Regions from separate parts of the Mus musculus genome. Here region 1 is linked to region 2. Evidence: chromatin contacts called from public Hi-C data. All regions are on one chromosome and are shown on one strand. The core of a region is the stretch at or near the end of the contact, and the rest is flanking DNA. Distances in the headings are between cores, read along the strand shown.

The links. Hi-C and Micro-C count contacts between places; a contact is called where the count stands out from the background.
Region 1: a Hi-C map of cerebellar granule neurons shows a contact between it and region 2, with 6 times the contacts expected there. The contact joins two enhancer-like sites. A contact is called at or near these places in 1 of 39 promoter capture datasets (hippocampal neurons), 1 of 15 datasets of contacts at CTCF or cohesin (pro-B cells), 29 of 484 Hi-C or Micro-C datasets (adipose-derived mesenchymal stem cells, brain, cerebellar granule neurons and 11 more), 2 of 115 datasets of contacts at active chromatin or transcription factors (astrocytes and neural progenitor cells) and 2 of 9 other capture datasets (embryonic tail and embryonic trunk).

Annotation. Positions count from the first base shown.
Region 1 is chr9:92,043,301-92,047,496 of GRCm38.p6, forward strand. No RefSeq gene overlaps it. Among named protein-coding and RNA genes, the nearest start is that of Gm31409, 84 kb to the left of the region's middle. Within about 2 kb of position 2,276, at least 6 of the 459 cell types and tissues checked have an H3K27ac peak or open chromatin away from gene starts, as enhancers often do. A contact at or near this core is called in cerebellar granule neurons and cerebellum, where this site is marked.
Region 2 is chr9:90,690,243-90,694,575 of GRCm38.p6, forward strand. All of the region lies in intron 1 of Gm30905 (a long non-coding RNA gene), which reads right to left. Among named protein-coding and RNA genes, the nearest start is that of Gm30905, 13 kb to the right of the region's middle. Within about 2 kb of position 2,894, at least 25 of the 459 cell types and tissues checked have an H3K27ac peak or open chromatin away from gene starts, as enhancers often do. A contact at or near this core is called in cerebellar granule neurons and cerebellum, where this site is marked.

The DNA of each region.
Region 1 (4,196 bases), core at 1,026-3,525, 1.4 Mb after region 2:
TCCCTATTCAGCCTACCAAATGTTAGTGACCTGCTTTTCTCGTTCTGTCACTAAGATGAATACTGTCCTCATGCTCTTTCAACATGCTCTAGAGATGATAGTCATAGCTAGAAAGTGACTATCAGCTGACCACACAGGTTCACCAGTGACATCTGAGTAACAAGGAAAAGATGTCAAAGCTAGAAACAACTGCTGTCCAAACTTTTTTGTGATGTCCTTGAATTAAAGCATCATTCATCACGAGTACATCTCAAATCTGCTAGTCCTGAGACAGAGATGTGTATTGAGTCAGTTCCTCTCAAACTCTCTATGATGATCAGCCTACTTCACTTTCCTAAAGTTGCTTCACTGTCGGAACCTGCTTTTGCAACAGTTTTAGTTATATAGTTGCAAAAGTGTGGTTTTTTTCAAACATTTTAATAAATGTCTCTGCAACTTTTACGATGAAGTAAATGTACATTAATATCATATACAACTGGCATCCCCTTCCAAGGTCTGACCTCTGAAAAAATATCGTGAATATATGTTGTTTACGGTTAAGAAAGTAACTTCCTAACTGTCTAAATGCCCTTAATGTCAAGATGAACACTAAAACAATGATTATGGGCAAGGATCACTACTTTGGGAAATAACTCACAAAGATTAGGGAGAGAAAAAAATCCATAAGTTGTAAAAAATAATCATCCTTTCAAATCAACTAGCTTAACATTTGTTAAACATAAAAATGTCATCCCAAGTGACAGCTCACTTTCCTGATACTTAGACCAGGAATCACATGCACCCTTTCTATTTCTACAATTATCAATGGCACTGTTATTTTAACATGTTTTCCTTCCACATTAAGCTGCAAGGCTGAGAAGGATGACACAGCAACCCAATGGCTGTGATTCTTCACTCATATTTCCAATACCTTCACGTTAATGTCCCAAGAGATCCTATTTTGCATTGTTTGATGCTACTATTGTGCATTAACAGTCTTCATCGACCCGGCCTTGGTTTTGCATTTTTGGGTTTTTGGACAGGCATTAACAGTAAGGGAAGAGAACTATGAAAATAAATAAGAAAAACGAAATGAAAGTTTCACATGCAGAAGCTTTAAGAATTGAGCACTGCCTTCTGGCTGGTTCTCCGTGCACGTCTTCTTGCTGACACACACGGAGAACTAGTGCTGCATATGATTTCCAACTGGAAATCTGTAAAGCCTTCTGCACTCCCTCTCCGCCTTGTTCACACACAGAAGCTGACCACATCTTCACGTCTTCATGGAAATATATAGGTTGCTTTAATTTACCTTATATTTTTAACTGTTCCCTAAGATTTATTTTTACTTCAGACAAAATGGTTTGTCATATGGAAATGATAGTTTAAATTTTGATGTTGAAAGTAAAATTGACTTTTTTTACTTAGAATTTCTGTGATTTTAATTAAGTAAATGTATATTTTACTTGTACATATATACACATATATGTGTGTATATATGCATATATATACACAAATATATATGCTACTTTTTTTACAAGCTATTTCTAAAAACAACCATCCTTGACATAGCAAGGACATAGCCCTTATATACAAATATTATATATGTCATTGAATCCATTTTCTTATATTAAGCTCCATTTTATTTATCTTTCAAAATAAAAAGATGGTTATTATGTAAATTATCAGATAATATACTTCATACACATATGCTTTAGACATATTATCAAAATTACTTAAGGTATTTTTACTAGAATTTGGAGATCATTAAGGAATAATTTGAGATTGTTTTAAATTTTCTGAGGCGAACTGAGAATATAGTTTTGGAGGGCTTTTGATATCTAAGAATAACTCAGTCAAACAATTGCTGTATGCAAATGAATTCAACTTCTTAACTTTTCCACCTTGTTTTGTAGACAGAAAGATTATCATAAAAATCACAAATACACACATTTTATAGTAGCCTGCTAACTGTGTATCAATTTACATTACCTTATCTTCATGAAGACAACATGCCAAGATGCTAGACAACCAATACAAGGGATATTAAACAAAGTCAAGAAAGATTATGTCTGTATGAATGCATTTGCTGGAGATCGGTTTTCATTGGAATCTTAGACTCATTTAAAACATACCAAAGACACAGATTTTGAGCTCTTTCCCAGAAAACAATTCCTTGCTTTGGTTTTTGAAAAGCAATTGAATCAAAGGAAAAATTGATATTCCTTCTGCATTCATCACTTTATCGTGGGTAGAGAGCACCCTCTACTTTCTTCTGATTAAATAGCACCACTCATCTGGAGGAAAAGAAATGGCTGCGTCTATGTGGACAATTTGCTCAAGACATCAGAAAAAGGGATTTGTTTATAAGGTTCATTAGCTCATGGCCTCTACTGGCAGTAACCCATGTTTAGGAGGCCACCATTGTGACACCCTCCAAAGATTCCCCAGAAGGAGGCAAAGTCTAGGAGGAGAATGCCTGCTCTGAAGTCTCCCACTTTCCATGAACTGGGTCTGCAGAGCCACCCCAGGAGGGGAGACGGCAGCTTTGAAAGCTAACACCTTTGTTATTCCAAGTGTTAGAGATGAAGCTGAGTCTCAGATGCCCCAAGGTCTGTGCATCCTTCACCAAACACAGATGGAAGCTGGACTCTTTGAACTGCTTTGAAAATCTGTTACTAAGCTTTGCTTTGGGTCTGCAGAGCAGCCATTGCTAACCTCTGACTGCTTGCAATTTTTATGGCTGTGTGATGACAAGGGATAAAATAGCTTCATTTTAGAAGCAAATGGTTCATATGCCAAGGATAAAGAAAAAAGGGCACCACGTTAGCAAGATTTTATAGCAACTATATAGTAATTATAAGTGATAGTCTTTTAAAAATATAAATTGTAAATAAATCACAAATATTAAGGTAATATTAATTCATTTGCTTTATTATGATAATATTTATGCTTATAATAATAATTTTAAATAGCAAAATGAGGGCATCTTTAGATCAGTTATTGGCATACAGTTCCTTAGAGGTTTGCAGTGATGTTAAAATATATTGATTCTTGAATTCGGAATCAGAAACATCTGCTACTGTAAGTCAATGTCATACTCTGGCTTACATAGTGATTCCATTTAAAAGCATTTTATATTTATCACTGCAGTTTTCATTTTCCTGTGATAGGAAACACATTCAATTAAAGTCACTCTAAATAAACCATCTCCCTTAAGTCATATTTAGTCAACAGTTTATCCTGCACCATTTTAGCCTGTTCCATGTGCTAAGAAAGAGTTCAGCTGTTCTTGCTTTCCTTTCAAAAGCACATCCCATTTCTGCATAAAGAATCAAGACCTTCCTACAAACTGGAGGATTTCAGTTCTATTGTTCTTAATAGAAAAAGTAAGATCTGATCAAGACAGACATCAGTACACAAGGGTATAGTCTCAAAGTAGTTCATTGCAGCTTTGTGAAAGCCTAATAGTGCATATTTGTATGAAAGCAAGTGTTTACATCTGTGCCAAAGAAAAACCAATAAAAACTACCCATTTGGTTAGTGTCAGATAGTTTTAAATGTAAGGTGTCTATGGAGACATTAATGTAACTCTGGTTTACGAGCAACTTTTCTAGGCAGGGGTTTAACAGGAACAACAGACGCTCCATACAGTATATATTTAATAAGAACACAGCCTTTAACCACAGCAGGTTTCCTCCTTGGAGCATGGTGAGGATAACTCTATGACCTACTACCCTGTCTCAGCAGGTCAGCACCTGCAGGAACTAGCCGACTCAGTAATCTCCATCCAAGACCTCTTGAACTTGCTCGCCTGCTAGCTTTTTTAATAGATGTATATATATATATATATAAAAGAGCAGGGATATGAGCTTCTTCCCAGCTCTCACCCCCAGGATACACCAAGTGACTATAAAATTCTTTATTCTATCCTTCCTGCCACAGCATCAACCGCGGTGCAAAGAAGACTTTCACAGCCTGGGAATTTACAACCCCAGCATCATAGTTGGGCTTAAAATGTTTATATAAGTCAGACATGGTACTAAAACATCAGTGATGTTTCTAGAAGGGGAAAGAGTGGTGATGACCAGTGTCCCATAATAGCTGCCTCATGTGAGAAAATAGAGGGAAAAGGAAGGCATCCTGTGGCCAAGGGGAACTACATAGAGGCAAGGGAGGATGTTTTGTCATCTGCTCACTGCCTACCAGTTGACACT
Region 2 (4,333 bases), core at 1,644-4,143:
CATGAAGAGTATGTTATCATTCAAAACTGATGGCTAGCGAAACTGCGGCTCCAGGAAGGTGACTGACTTTCCCTATGTTCGGAGCACCGGGAGGACGGTTCTGATCCGAAGGCCTCAAACCAGGTGTTTTTGAGCACCTTGGCTTGCAACTGCAATAACATCGTTCAAACATATTCTTAGGTGAAGCTGTTCTCCCTTTTCAACTAAGACTAATACTCTTTGACTCTTATTGAATGTTAATACAGGCCAATTGAATAAAATGTCGCTTAGGAATGAAGACGTTTAAGTTTCATAAAAGCATAAGGTCCTTTTCGTTTTGAATCAGACTATTTACCTTTAATTTCAGTTATTACTCATCATAATGGGGTATGTGTATTCATCCCAATACAGTGATGTCTAAAGCATCTTAAATTAGATATTTGATTTTCCTACTTAATTACTAGATCTTAGAATACAAACAAGGTTTTATGAAAAACCGCCACTTTACTCTGGATTTCTTTTCAGAATATAGAGGAAAGCCAATTTTACTCTTTCCAGGTTAATTTTTGTGCATTTTTTCCCTTTAAGCTACAGAACATTTTATGAACATTTTATTTTACTGCTTAGAATATTACAACATGGGTGGGTGCGGGAGCACCCTCATAGAGGCAGGGGAAGTGGGGATGGGATAGGAGGTTTCCAGAGGGGAGAACTGGAGAGGGGATAACATTTGAAATGTAAATAAAGGAAATATCCAGTAAAAGAAAAAAAAAAGAGAAAAACCCATTTACAAGAAATAGGCCATTTGGTGAATAAAAAAAAATGTATCATAAGAAGATAACAATTAAAGCTTGCAGTTATTTTTTATTTTATATCCGGGTCATACTTTGTTTTGACGAACACTATTCTTTTCCAAATTATGTCTAGCCAAATTGTGCAGATTGTTACATCTTAATGTATCTAGGAATAGATTACACATATGTTTACAGAGAATTACCAGGATAGTAATTTGGGGGGACTTTAAATTAGTGATACAATACCTGTCTACTACATTAATTGGCTCCAATTCTATCAAAGTAAGTTACTTTTAAACAGTTCAGTCCTTCACTTTGAATAACCATGTTGTATGTGTATGGGGGACTTAAATATGCTACAACACCACAACATATATGATTTATAATTAAAATTACAAGAATAGCAACCTACAGCTTTTCAAAACCATGACCATAGAACTGTGGGGAATTTTTGAAATGAATCTGGAGACTCATGATTTAAAAGCTTAACTCTTCTTCTCTCTGTCCCATAATGTTGATCTTGGTCTGGTCTGTTCCTCTGTAATTGTTTGAATTGAATTATCCTTTATGACTGATAGTTTCTTATTAAATTACTTATTGATGTGGCTGACACTAGTTGAATAGATTCATTAAACTTCACAAGTTGTTGAAGCCTAGTGCACTGGAAAGGAAAAAAAAATGCCCTTCTTTTTAGACTTCTTAATGGACAAAAAGCGTCATGTTTTTTGAGGCCTTTTAAAGCATTTAATAAAGCATGAAAAGATATGACATCAATCCTACTGAAACACAAGAGAAAATGAATGATGTTACTGTAAATCTTTACATCAATCACATCCAATACTTTGGAAAACAATATAGTTTTGTTTGGATTTCAGAAGTGACAAACAACGTTTGTGACTGGCTTAACATAGTCACTTTCTATTAGTCAAGACCAGAAGCAAGTCAGAGTTAAAATGTGGCCCTGCGTTGCTAGGCAGCTGAGTTGTCTTGACACGGTGGTTAGTTTCCTTTTCACTGAATGACAACAGTGAAATGAAAGAAGTTTTGAAAAACTTGATAATGGTTTTCAAAGGAAACGAATAATTGGTGGTGCTCGCTTGTGCAGCACTGTGTGCAAAATTTCAGGCAGCCATGAGAGAGGACTGTCACTAAAAATTTAAAGTCTTGGACGAAAACTTGACCTAGAGTCTTCTCCAGGTTTTGGCGGTTCATTTTCCAAACACCCCTCTGAGACCAAGAGGTGCAGGATGAAAGCATTAAAACAGATGGGTAAAAGCCCCCAAAGAAAAAAAAGAACCAATGATTGTGATTTAATCCACTAATGAAAGGGAGGAATTAAGTAAAATCTTAAATATGAGCAACGTGTAAAAGACTGTTAGATCGTACCTATAACAAAAATGTATTAACCGCATGGTAGGTTACAGTCAAGCAGACGCTTGAATTAAACACATGGAATATAAAAGGGTCCACATTCACTGACTTACCCTGCATAGGATAAAGCAATTGTGCTAGCATCAGTTTTGAAGATATTCCTATCTAAAGGCTTATGGAAGTCACCACAACTTGAACATCTATTGTCTGATGTTAAAGTTAAATACAGCATATGTTTAATAAAAGCAAGCAGATTAACAAAAACATGAAGACCAAAACAAAACAGATAAAAAACAAAACAAAACAAAAATATACACACACGCGCACACACACACACACACACACACACACACACACACACACAGAGAGAGAGAGAGAGAGAGAGAGAGAGAGAGAGAGAGAGAGAAATACATGTATACGTGTTGCTCACTATTTCAGCCAAGTGCAAGAACTTTTTGTTTCACTCTCTTTGCCATTAATTTACCCAGAATTTTAAAAACTGAGCAAAATGGACTCATATTGAAAGAAAGGACCAATTAGTGTTGGATTAACATTCATGGTTATTTACAGTTGTTTTTGTACTTGTCCCTGTGCTCTGACTTCCTAAAATTTCACAACCCAAAGATTTAGAAAAATGGGGTTGTTTAGACGCAAAGTGCAATGAAGTGGCCGTGACTATTGTGTAGACACCACCTCTCTCATTATACCCTCTCAATCAACACTCAGTACACAGGAAACCGCAATAAAGCCCATCTGCCACGGTTAATCTGCAGGCAAACCCACACCCATGTCTATGCCCGTTACTCTCCAGCCTTATTATTCTCAGATCCAAAGCTTCATAAGGGATCAGCCAAAGTCCATTAAAGTAAATAATAGCCAGAAATGACAGGCTTAGCAAGGATTGGGAGGAAGTTGAACACCAATCTGAGCTCTGAGCTCTGATTAATAGAGAAAAGCATTAGGAGAAAAGGGGAGAAAAATGACCTCAGTCTGCTCCAAAGAATTCCTGAACCTTCGTTGTTAGGGCAAGTGCTACCATCTGAGACGTTAGTGATCCTTGAATTTCCTTCACTTTGATGCAGCTCAAATGGGAAAATTCTGAAGGTTCAGCAAGGTCCCAGACCTCAGCTGGAGAGCTGTCTGGAGTCAACCCTGTCAAAATTCTCTTGTGCAAGAGAAAGCCTTTATTAGCTAGATTGCAACAACAACAATAACAACACCCACAAATGCGCTACACGGTCTCATAAGGAGGCCTGCCTGTGCTCTAAATTGCCTATGCATTTATTGTTTCCTTGTTCATAGTCAGTTTTTAAAAGTCTCCAAACAAATGCACTAAAATAAAACAATAGGGATTCTTAAAATGAATGTTTTGCAGGAGGAACTAGCTGAATTTAGTGTGCTGATAGGCAAGTAGGTCTGTATTCCTGTGTGTGGGGTGGAGTAGTCAAGCACTTATTCAATTTAATTTTAAAATGTGGTATTTCTTTTCATCATACAACGAAGGGGAAACAAACCTTCGCAAGCATTTTAAAATCTGTTCAGTCAAGTAAAAATCTTAAAATATAGCAGATATTATAACTGTAGGTTTTTATATAAATTGACTGGTTGGGGGTGGTACAAGAAACAACACAATCCTCAAATTAGCTGAAAATTTCTTTCCCCGCCACTTAAATGTAAATACCTTTTGAACTTCTGTTTGGTTTGTTTCTTAATGTAAGTGGTCTGGGAGGGTCACACCCCACCCCACCTTTCTCCCCACATAGGCATATTTGCTCTTGAAATGGGACAGGTTTAGTTTGGAATTTTGCTACAGCTCTTCACAAAGCTCTGAAGAAATTTGTGTCTGCTAGATACCGTCTGTGGTCAGGAAGAATTCACTTCGATCTGCTCCATGATTTTTTTTTAAATACTTGTACAAAACCGTATTTGTTTTACAAAACGCAGACTGAGATGAGAGTCCTGGCGAGAACTCTCAGAAACTGGGAGGCTTTTTAAAGTAAGAGAAACTAACGGCACAGCTCTGCCTGCCTCTGCGAGATCCCAGTCTGAAGGGCAGACTGCATTTGGCACAGACAAGCAAATGCACGAAAGACCCCAGTGGTTTCTCAGGAAGATGGTAATGATCCTGACGAGGACTGGATATCGGGGAGGCTCACCTTCAAATGCATTTTTCATTCAAGTTTATATTG